Regions from separate parts of the Rattus norvegicus genome. Here region 1 is linked to region 2. Evidence: chromatin contacts called from public Hi-C data. All regions are on one chromosome and are shown on one strand. Each heading gives the region's core, a stretch centred on a gene start, on an enhancer-like site or on the middle of the called end of the contact. The rest is flanking DNA. Distances are from core to core; before and after follow the strand shown.

Region 1 (5,077 bases), core at 2,440-4,939, 610 kb before region 2:
GGGTAAGTTGCAAGTGTGTTCTAAAACCCTAGGGGTGGGTAGGGATAACATTCCAGGAAAATGCAAGAATGGATAAATGTGTGAAAACTTGAACTTTGTGGCAAGTCCGGGGCAGAGGACTGGAAATGGGCAGATGAGTCGGAGTCATATGGCAGAACTAAGCAAGCAAAGGGAGGTGTGGCCAAAATACCAAGTCAAAAGGCAGCATTACCCTTGGACTAGGGAAACAATTAAATAAAGAAGGAAGGAACATGAATAAAATAGAGATTTTTGTTTAGACTAATTCATTAACATTGGCTCCTCAGCTCCAACAAATATGCTGTTCTAAGCTAAACTGATTATGAGGACAGATGACTGTGGTTATTTTTGTAGATGATGTTGATGATGATGATAATGATGAACTCTAGATAAGGAATATGAGGAAATGTCTTAACTTTATAACTTACCTACTTTAAAATAGTAATTTAATCTACTCTAAAATGGAAAGTTTATTTAAAGGAAGGATAAACTGCATAATACTATCATGGAAAGTACCTATGTTGGAAAGACATTGAGCCTCTTAAGGAGAGAAAGGGGGTCCCAGAGATTATGGGCTTCTAAACTAAATTTCCACATACCTTTGCTCACTCTGACTATGCATGTTATTGCACACGGTCTTTGGAGCATACATACACACACACACACACACACACACACACACACACACACACACACCTATGACTATCTTCACAATTGAAGCTGTTTCATCAGTATGAATTGCTTGTCTATATTTGCTCTACCAACAAATCTTAATCATTGTTCCGTCCAGCAGCACGGGGAGAATTTCGCCACCTGCTCCCCCTGTCCTTTGCGATTGCGTGGCATGATATCTGTCGTTGCTATAACTCTTCTCCTTCTGACAGATGAAGTTCAAGGTTTCCCTAAGCAACCGTTCATCCTCCCTTTGGGAAAACAAAATGAAATGAAACAAAAAGGCCAGTGCTTACCTGGGTCTCTTTTCCAGCATATTCGATACAAGCCCACCAGAGTAAACACCAAGACTGTTATAACAATCAGCGCGATAACCACGGGCAAAATAACACCTGAAAAGTATTGGGAACATCGTCAGCTCCAGTGGTGCTGATTCCATACAGATAGACCACACCGGACAGAACATGTGTGCTTTCTTCTTTAAACAACATTTTATCAAACCACTAGTATATTTCAGGCAATAATTAATATGATTTATGGGTTTGCTCTGCTTGTCATTTCTGACATATCCACTTGATGTCACCCTTGTAGCCTTTCTTCAACAGACTACCAAACCTCAGAGAGATGGCTTCCCATCTTCCGGGTGGCTGGGGGAGTAAGGAGAAAGACTAGAGGAAACAGTTCTCTTTATTATATCTATATATATTTTTGTATTTTATTGTAATAAAGTTACTTGAAAAAATACAGCTTACTGGGTGGTTCTAATTCAAAGGCTGAGACTTGCAAATATCTTTTCATCGTGTTGCCTTGAAGATAGAAAATGTGCAAAGGAGCATAAACAGATGGATGAAATAGCTTTTTAGAAAGTCTAAAACATAGCTTGAAATAGGTGTGACATTATTAGCTCTTCAGAAAGAAAGTGGCATTTATCAGTGGGTCAGTTCTTTTTGTGATTCCTTAATTAATGAAATGCTTTTTACCGACACCAAAGATACTCATTTGTACCTCCAGCTTCCCACACGTTCACCTTACTGTTACTTACTATAACTATTGAGTATCTTGAGTATTCTTTACTCAGACTTAGCACATCTGTGAGGTGTTATATTCTTAGACATGTTTATGTTAAAACGAAATTAACTGCAACCGATATGATAAAATTTCATCAAGGTTAAAAAAAGCATTGTTTTTATTATTGGTTGCTGTAGGAATATTTAATTGACAAAGGAAGGCGTACGGCATGATGATTTGCATAAAAGTTATTAGCGTGGAGATTTTGCCTTAGTTGAATACACTCCCATTAAGCTTTTAGTTGCCTCTTCTGGTGATTGCTTACCACAGGACAAAAGTGGAAAAGAAACAGAAAGAGAAATTTAAAAAAAAAAAAAGAAAATGGCCACAGTGTGGTAACTAAGATCAGGCTTATGAGGAATTTTTAAGCAGGCTGTAGTGAGGATGACAATGGAGTCACATGTTGAGTAAAGTTGGGAACAGGCTATCCACAGCCCCATTCCTTCATTGTTCTCACTCACATATTCTGTGTGTCTGTTTCCAGGAATGGAAATACATATGCTACTCACTGGAATAGGAGGGGGTGGTTGATGTAGTGGCTGTGATCTTCCCATCCTCAGTATCTGTTATTTTGAGAAAGAACATAGCTAAAGTCACCTTTGATAAATATGATAATCCACATAACCCTCCCTCTGCTCCCATTTAAGGATATATTCATGATTTATCGTTATGATGTCGCAAATGCAAAATTTTCTCTCACCCTGCAAGAGTGTGTCTCAAAAATGAAGATGGATAGTATTTATTCCATAAAGAAGAGTGAAGTAGAAGAAGTTTCCATCTAGATACACAAAAATCATACCCTGAATCTGTGAGATGGTTTTTGCAGTTGTTAGCGATGCAGAGGGCGTCTCGGTCGTCTTTGGTTTTTGGTCATCTGGCAGTTGATTGGTACCTGTAGGAAAATCACAAACCCAGGCTCAGTTTAGGCACCGAGACTTCAGTATTGGGTTTCTTTGAAGATTTAAACAGTCTGCATTTTGAAAGATCTGGGAAAACACTTTATTTCTGTATAAGAGAGATGCATGAAATGGTAATGCTGAACTTGACATCACGTATTTCTTCTGGAAAGATAGCAGACTTTGGCACCACGTGAACTGGATATCGACATTACGTCATCCGGAGAACTGCCTAAGAAAATGTGAGCAAGTCTCATATTCTGGTCCCCATTTCACAGAACCAAAAGCATGAGGTTCTTGTGAGATGTCAATCTACGATAAACACTAACCACACGTCAGATATTTTTGACCTTGGTAAATGCTATTTTGTCTATCACACATGCTTAACATAGATATAAATGTAGAAAGCTTCTGATTTTATGTTATTTTCCAATGGTCGAAGATAAAAGATCACTACGTAGCCTTTGATAAGAAGTCCAGGAGAAATGGTAGAGACTCCTTGATTTCCCTCCATAAGTTGCTACAACTGTATGAGCATCTTCCATTGAATAATGACTGGTAGATTGTATCATTGATCATGATCTTTTCTTCCTTTAAGGAAAATGTTCTTTCCTTATTTAATCAGAGGACTAAGCAGATTATTATTAATAATAAAAATTATTAAAATTTTAAATATAAGACAACATAGATTAATATATGTGACATAAAGCACTGCATTTCACTGTCTTTGTATCATGGCTGCTGGCTCATCCTTCCACAAAGCTCCCAGAGTGCAAAAGGCCTCAACATCCCTCCCACCAATTCCTGCCTTAGCCAGTGGGCACTAAACAAGACTGACTGCTTCCCTGCACCGACAAATCCATTTTGCTGAGGATCCCGTAGAGGTGTTGAGACCCTGCATAATGGCACCAGAGAGATTAATATTTCTAGGGCTGCGCCATGGCTCCTTTCTCCTCTGCCACCCACAGCATAGCACACGCTGCATGCTCTGTGGGGGCAGAATCATGTTGGGAGTCGACACTCTGCTTGCCAGGCAAGAGATATGTGGGAAGGAGCTGGATACATGCCCATAGGAACAAAGAGAAATGTCAGGCTAGTGCACAAAGCAGGGGGGAAAACGAAAAAAGGAAAAAAAATATTAAGCAAAAGTGCAGGAGCTAGCCGAGAGCTCTGTACTGTTAGTTTTGTTTTCCTGTGTCAAGGGCTGTGTGGGGGTGAATAGTCTTTTGGGTGTTTAGGTACAGGACAAGATGGCTTGCTGAATAACCAGTGCTTGTTCAATTTAGAACAGCTAGTTTTCAAGACTCCCTATACTCCCTCATTACCTCCTTATTTTCAGGCCAAGGGTGGACTGAGGACTCTTTCTGATTCAAGCTACGCCACCCCAAGCTTTCTGTAGAAAAGCTGATTTGATTGTCCAGGGTCAGTGGTTACCACTGTGAGTCAAAAGATTGCTTTGATAACATTCTTAAGTGAATGGTCAGGGCGGGTGAAGTAGAAACTTCCAAGTTTCTATTTTTGTTTTTCCTGTAACTGGAATTCTTAAGAAATCTTTTCTGACTGGAATGATGGCTCAGTGATTAGGAGCTCTGACTGCTCTTCCAGAGGTCCTGAGTTCAAATCCCAGCAACCACATATTGGCTCACAACCATCTGTAATGGGTTCTGATGCCCTGTTCTGGTGTGTCTGAAGACAGCTACAGTGCACTTATATACAATAAATAAATCTTTAAAAAAACCAAAATAATATCTTTTCTGAATTCAACACCACACACACACACACACACACACACACACACACACACACACACACACACACATCTGTGACTATAACAGAGGGATTCATAGTGTGATCTGATGATCTTGAGCTTCATTTATTGTGTGAAAAATGTGCCACTGCAAATTTCTACCAAAATACCATGGTCAGGGAAGGTCCAGATGAAGACTAATGCGGTAGGTAAGAACATGGTTCTGAAAGCCAGAGTCAAACTCTAACTGCAAAGCTTACTTCCTGTGGAGACTTGACAAGCGATTTAACCTCCTTTTGTCTGATTTTCTTACATGTAAATGGGGCTAGAATAGTTTAACATTATATTGTTGCCATAAAGATTAAATCGACTAGGAGAATAAATGATCCTAGCATAGTTATTTTAAATTATATAACATTATGTAATATAGGCTATATGATATTGTTATAATGTATGATTATGTCTTTTAGGAAGGTAAACTTTTCAACCAAAGGCAGTTTGTCTGATTTCCTAAAAAAATTCAGAGTATAGCCATGTGAAATTGACTTTTCAAACATCTCTGTTTCAGGTGCCTTTAAAAAAAAATGCCTGGAGAAGTCAGGAGTGGGAGAAATTAGAACTCATGCCCTTCTTAGATCACGTGTTTGCACTGGGTCCTGAGTTTCGTGATTCTGTT
Region 2 (5,238 bases), core at 2,651-5,150:
GGGCAATCCTCTGCCTCTGAGGATTCCCATCCTCCCCTAATGCCTTTGAAGTAATTTCTCTTACAGAGTTTTTAAATTCTCTAGAAAAATGACATTAATGTGAAATTGTAGCTGTGGGTCAAACATTAAGTCTATTGCATTGATTTTCTAATGAATTCTGCAGAGTACACTCATATTTCACTAAGACGATAGCAAATCCTTCCTCTTTATATGTTATTAGTTAACAGCCCCCCCTTTTTTTTTTCAGAGATAATGACAATTGGTAATCACTCAATTCCTGTCTGCTGAAGGAGATTGCCTACAGATCTGTTCCTGTTGCTCTGCATGATTCATATTAATGTGCATCTACCTTGGTTCTGAGAGAGAAATCTAGAACCAACGCCTCAATCATACTCCATACTCTTCAACATACACACACACACACACACACACACACACACACACACGCACGCACGCACACGCACACGCACACATACACACATGCACACACACATACACACACACACACACACACACACACACGCACACATGCACACAAGCATACACAGTGTTCTTCAAGACCTACAGTTTAGCAAACACACAATGGACCCTATGTGCATGCTGTCACATTCATAACAGGGGTGTACTACGTGACTTGCTCAGCTCAGTGTCACTCAATAGCCTGTCAGGCCCTGAGGACACATTCCTCTTACCCATTCTCTGTCTTCTATGGAAAAGGCACATTAACTCGGCCATGGAGAAAGAAAGAAACAAACAAAACAAACACCCTATTCCCTAACTTCAGTTTTCTTCAGGGAAAAAAAAACTTGATTTTTCTGGTAAAAGTTCAATACATCTGTGCTCAGATCATAAATACTGCGTTATCATCAATGAGGAATGACATTAGCCTTGCTGTGTAGAGCTTACTGTGCAGTTCCAAAAACATTCAGTTTCAATGTATACAACTGCAGAATTATGGGCCTTGCTGCCTCTCAATCTACAGACACGTGTTTCTTTGAGGCACATGTTTGAAATAAATATAAATACTATTATCTGTCTCTAGCATTCTTCTCTCATAAAAGAAGCCAAAGTAGGTAGATTTAATGGTCTGAGCCTGGGTATCTGAGAGACTTCTTTTAATAGTACTTTGCTGTTAAACAGTACAAAGTTGTTTGGTTTTGTTGCTCATGATCCAAAAAGAGAGGCCAAGACCTAATGGAAACAGAGATAAGAAAATCTCGAGATGACAAGATAAATGTTTCTTAAGTCTACACAAAAACTCTACGGGGCCTCCTATTGGAAGTGAGGAAAAGACAAGGTCCATAATGTCTGTTCTACAACAGCTCACTCTCAACCCTCAACGTCCCTCTCACCTAGTTCCCTTCTTTGCTACATGGCCCAGTACCCATGCGATCCTCAGTTAAGAGGCCAACATTCACCTCAGCCTCAGGCATGTCTTTGCTGTCCCTTTTCAGTCTCATGTAGTTCCATCAACCCCATCCTCATCTTTTTTTATGTCTCCAGGGCATCCGTTACACTCTATTAAGCAGAAACATGCACATGTGAGTGTCTGAGACTGTACACTAGTGGATGTGGGGGAGTGTTCATCCATGTGAACATGTATGGAGGCCAGATTCTGATTTAGGGTGTCTTCCCCTGTCATTCTCCACTTTGTGACAGTCCTAGCACCCAGCTTTTACATGAACAGTAGACATCCGAGCTCGGATTCTCATGTTTGCAATGCCTTAACTACTGTATTATTATCCATCGACATTTAATCCGTTTGCTTGTCTCTTTGGACTAGAACATAATTTCAGAGGTTAGAGTCTCCTATATTCATTCCAAATAACAGCAATCAGTGACCATGTTAGAAAGATTCTGGAATGAATGAATGATTGAATGAATGCCGAATTTGTATCTATGACACAAAGGAGTTCATACGATTTATCATCTCTACTGGGTTGAAGGGCAGCACTACGTGACATAAGTGTAGTCCTGATAAGTAAAATAGTATACCTGTCAAGCATTTGAGATCAACTAGAAGAAATAAGACAGGCAAAAAGGAGTCATGGTGGACTGTAACTTGGCTGGCCTTAAAAAGAAAGGAGGTAGCACATTTAAGGTCTTGATCAGAATCTTAGCATGGAAGGAAAATACACTAGATGGTGAGACTTCATGCTCCCTGAATATCTACAGAAAGCTGTGAAGAAGCAGAGAATTTGATAGCTACTGATTTGTACTTGGTGCAATTTCCCACTAGGAGTCTGGAGATAATGTGACTGCTTGTCTGTAGCTGACCTTGACATACAAGGTGGTGGTGAGCCTGTGTGGCCCCGAAGGCAGTGACAGTGGCTGGGCAGTGGAGACCATGAGAAAGGAGAGAGCCATGCATCCAGGAAACACGCACGGTAGACATTGGACCTGTACTGTAAAGTCTACCTCTCAGGATTTCTGTGATGGGTCCCACACTCATCACCTGCTTAACATCACCCTCTCATTCTCCAGAGAACTTCCATGACACTTTCATTCGAACTAGACACAGACTTAGAAGGCATGGCATACAAGCTCGGTACCGCAAGCACTGGAGAGGTTGAGCAGGACTGCAGTTAGTGTAAATCCAGTCTTATTTCCACAGTAAGCTTGAGGCTAGCCTGTGGTGTAGTGAGAGGGCCTGTCTTATACAAGAAAAAATCCAAAACATACATAATCAGAAAGAAAGAAAGAAAGAAAGAGAGAGAGAGAGAGAGAGAGAGAGAGAGAGAGAGAGAGAGAGAGAAAGAAAGAAAGAAAGGAAGGAAGGAAGGAAGGAAGGAAGAAAGAAACAAAGAAACAAAGAAAGAAAGGAGGGAAGGAGGGAGGGAGGGAGGGAGGGAGGGAGGGAGGGAGGCATCATCATATTATCCTGTCTAATACATTTTCCCATAAAGAGGCAGCTAGAGATTCAAGAATCTAAGTGCATTGTCAACAGTTGATGGCCAAAATGCCTCAGTCCATGATAACCAGGGGTGACATTCTCTAGTCATGACTGATGTGAGAACTCTGGATATAGATCATGACCCCAGCGCTGATCTTGGTATATGTTAGGATACCACTTCCCAGGCCTCTTTTACAGATGCTCTTCAGGAAGGTTCTAGATCATTTCCAGGTCCATTCTGCACATTGTTTAATTTCTTCTACACAAGAGGCGGGAACCATATTTTTCATTTACTGATTCACCTGTTATTACAGACCCCTTCCATTTCATACAATCTTCCAGTGTTCTTGTTTTCACAAAACATATCTAAGCCTTCTGTTTATTTCTAACTTCTACAGACTTTGTTCCACTTATCCAAAAACATCTGCCTTTATTTATGGTTAAAAAATATTAACTATGGAGCTGGAAAAAGAGCTCAGCAATTAAGAGCACCGGCTGCTCTTTGAGAGGCCCAGAGTTTAATTCCCAGAACCCATACAGTGACTCACAATCATCTGTAACTCCCGATCCAGGGGATCTGACATTCTCTACCAGCCTCTGCAGGCACCAGGCACACATATGGGCCACAGACATATGCAGGCAATACATCAGTGCATATATAATAAAAACAATAACATTAAAAATATACATTTTAAAAAGTCTTTGCTCATCCCCGTGATGCACTTTTGCTGTAGATAGAGGTCACTTAGCAAGCAAACTACTCAATGAGTCATCACCTCCTCAACCTCTGTGATCCTTGACTCCCTGGAACAGGACACCCTGCTCAGCTACTCTACTCCATTTCTAGGGGCGAAACCAAGGCTTCAGGTCCAGCAGGCACTCGGCAGTCCTTTCCCCTCACCTTCCGCTAACACCATCCTTCCTGTTCCCCTCACTGGCCTAGCCTCTGACCCTTCTATTTTCAACAAATGCAATCTTAGCCCAGCTGTGTCATCACTCAGCCATTCCCTTCTTAATTACATCATGCATTTGCGTGGTTTCCTGCTTGTTACCCACAACAGCCAGTGACATTGAGCATTCTAAGTCAGAATTCACAGTGGACTCTAAACCAGATCTCTTTTTTATTGCCGGTGGTAGGGTGCTCCAGAAAATTCAAGCAGCTGTTGTATGTGGGTAACTCTGGGTGGCCCGCTTAGATTCCTGTTGTATCAGATGAATCTGTTGTCTTTTAGACAGACTTGCCCTGGTATACACAGTGTCTTGGGTGGTGACATAATTATCTGTCTAGTCACATAAACCAGAAAGTTGAAAACTATCCTAGATTTCTCTTTGGGCCCATCATCAGCCTCCTTGGACATTTTAATGTCTATTAAATTCGATGTGCTTTAAAAACTGTGATGTCACTCTTCATGTCTGGACCCCTGCATGATATTTTCTGCGTGTTCAGCCTTCGATCTTGTACCTTAGCATGTTCCATTCAAGGGGCCCAAATCAGTGAAGCATAATAACAAAAACACAACATACATGCATGCCTTTCCCTTTCAGTGGTTTGGACTGTCTGTGTGTAATGAAGTTCCAACGATATACAGCAGAGTAAATGAGATTTTCCCCGTTAAAAGCCCATCCCCACCTCCTCCCTGCCCCAAAGTCACCAAATCCCATGCCTGCCCTCAGCCCCAATAGTTTTCAAATGTAGAAAGTTCAAACCTCTCTACTCCTTAGGCTACAATACTCTAGACAGCTTTTTCTATTACCCCAGTGATCTGGGTAAGCACCCACTCACCATTTAATCCTCAGATCGGATTGGAGGCCAGTTCCCTTTGAAGATTTCTCACAGAGCTCCTGCTTTGAGCCCTTTATCCCTTGCAAATGTGTCCTCAGAGTTCCACACACTTTACATTAAATATATTTAAAAATTCTCTCCTCCATTATCCTTATGGAGGTCTTGCAGGAAGAGAATATGTACATGGTGTGTATCCCTTTTCCAAATGCCAGGGATCAGAGGTATCTAGATTTTAATATGCACACACAATTTGCACACTGAGATATTGCGGGGAAAATGCCAAGTCTAAACATTAAATACAACGATGTTTTATGTTAATATTGTATTTTTTTGATGTCTGTTTCTGTTTTAGTTGTTTTATTTTGAGACAGGGCCTCTTGATGTAGGAATCTCCTTTGTCAGCTTCCTGTGTACCAGGATTACAGGTGGATGAAACCATGCTGGTCTCTGCTTCGGTAAGCATGTGGACTGCAATTTATCACCTAATGTTACATGCCAAATATGTCACTTAACGGTGTTACATAGTCACTCAAAGTTTCAGAGTTTGGAGCATTTCAAATTT

The links. A called contact is a pair of places that touch in the nucleus more often than the background predicts.
Region 1: a contact with region 2 is called in a Hi-C map of Schwann cells, with 2.9 times the contacts expected there. The contact joins two enhancer-like sites. A contact is called at or near these places in 2 of 12 Hi-C or Micro-C datasets (the Rat2 cell line and Schwann cells).

The regions. Positions count from the first base shown.
Region 1 is chr2:228,627,918-228,632,994 of GRCr8, reverse strand. Emcn (endomucin) reads right to left here. Exons shown (of 12, transcript NM_001004228.1): 6 at 2,558-2,650; 7 at 2,268-2,321; 8 at 987-1,082. Among named protein-coding and RNA genes, the nearest start is that of Emcn, 66 kb to the right of the region's middle. Within about 2 kb of position 3,689, at least 32 of the 93 cell types and tissues checked have an H3K27ac peak or open chromatin away from gene starts, as enhancers often do. A contact at or near this core is called in Schwann cells, where this site is marked.
Region 2 is chr2:228,013,968-228,019,205 of GRCr8, reverse strand. The region is part of intron 2 of Ppp3ca (protein phosphatase 3 catalytic subunit alpha); the gene reads right to left. Among named protein-coding and RNA genes, the nearest start is that of Ppp3ca, 180 kb to the right of the region's middle. Within about 2 kb of position 3,900, at least 5 of the 93 cell types and tissues checked have an H3K27ac peak or open chromatin away from gene starts, as enhancers often do. A contact at or near this core is called in Schwann cells, where this site is marked.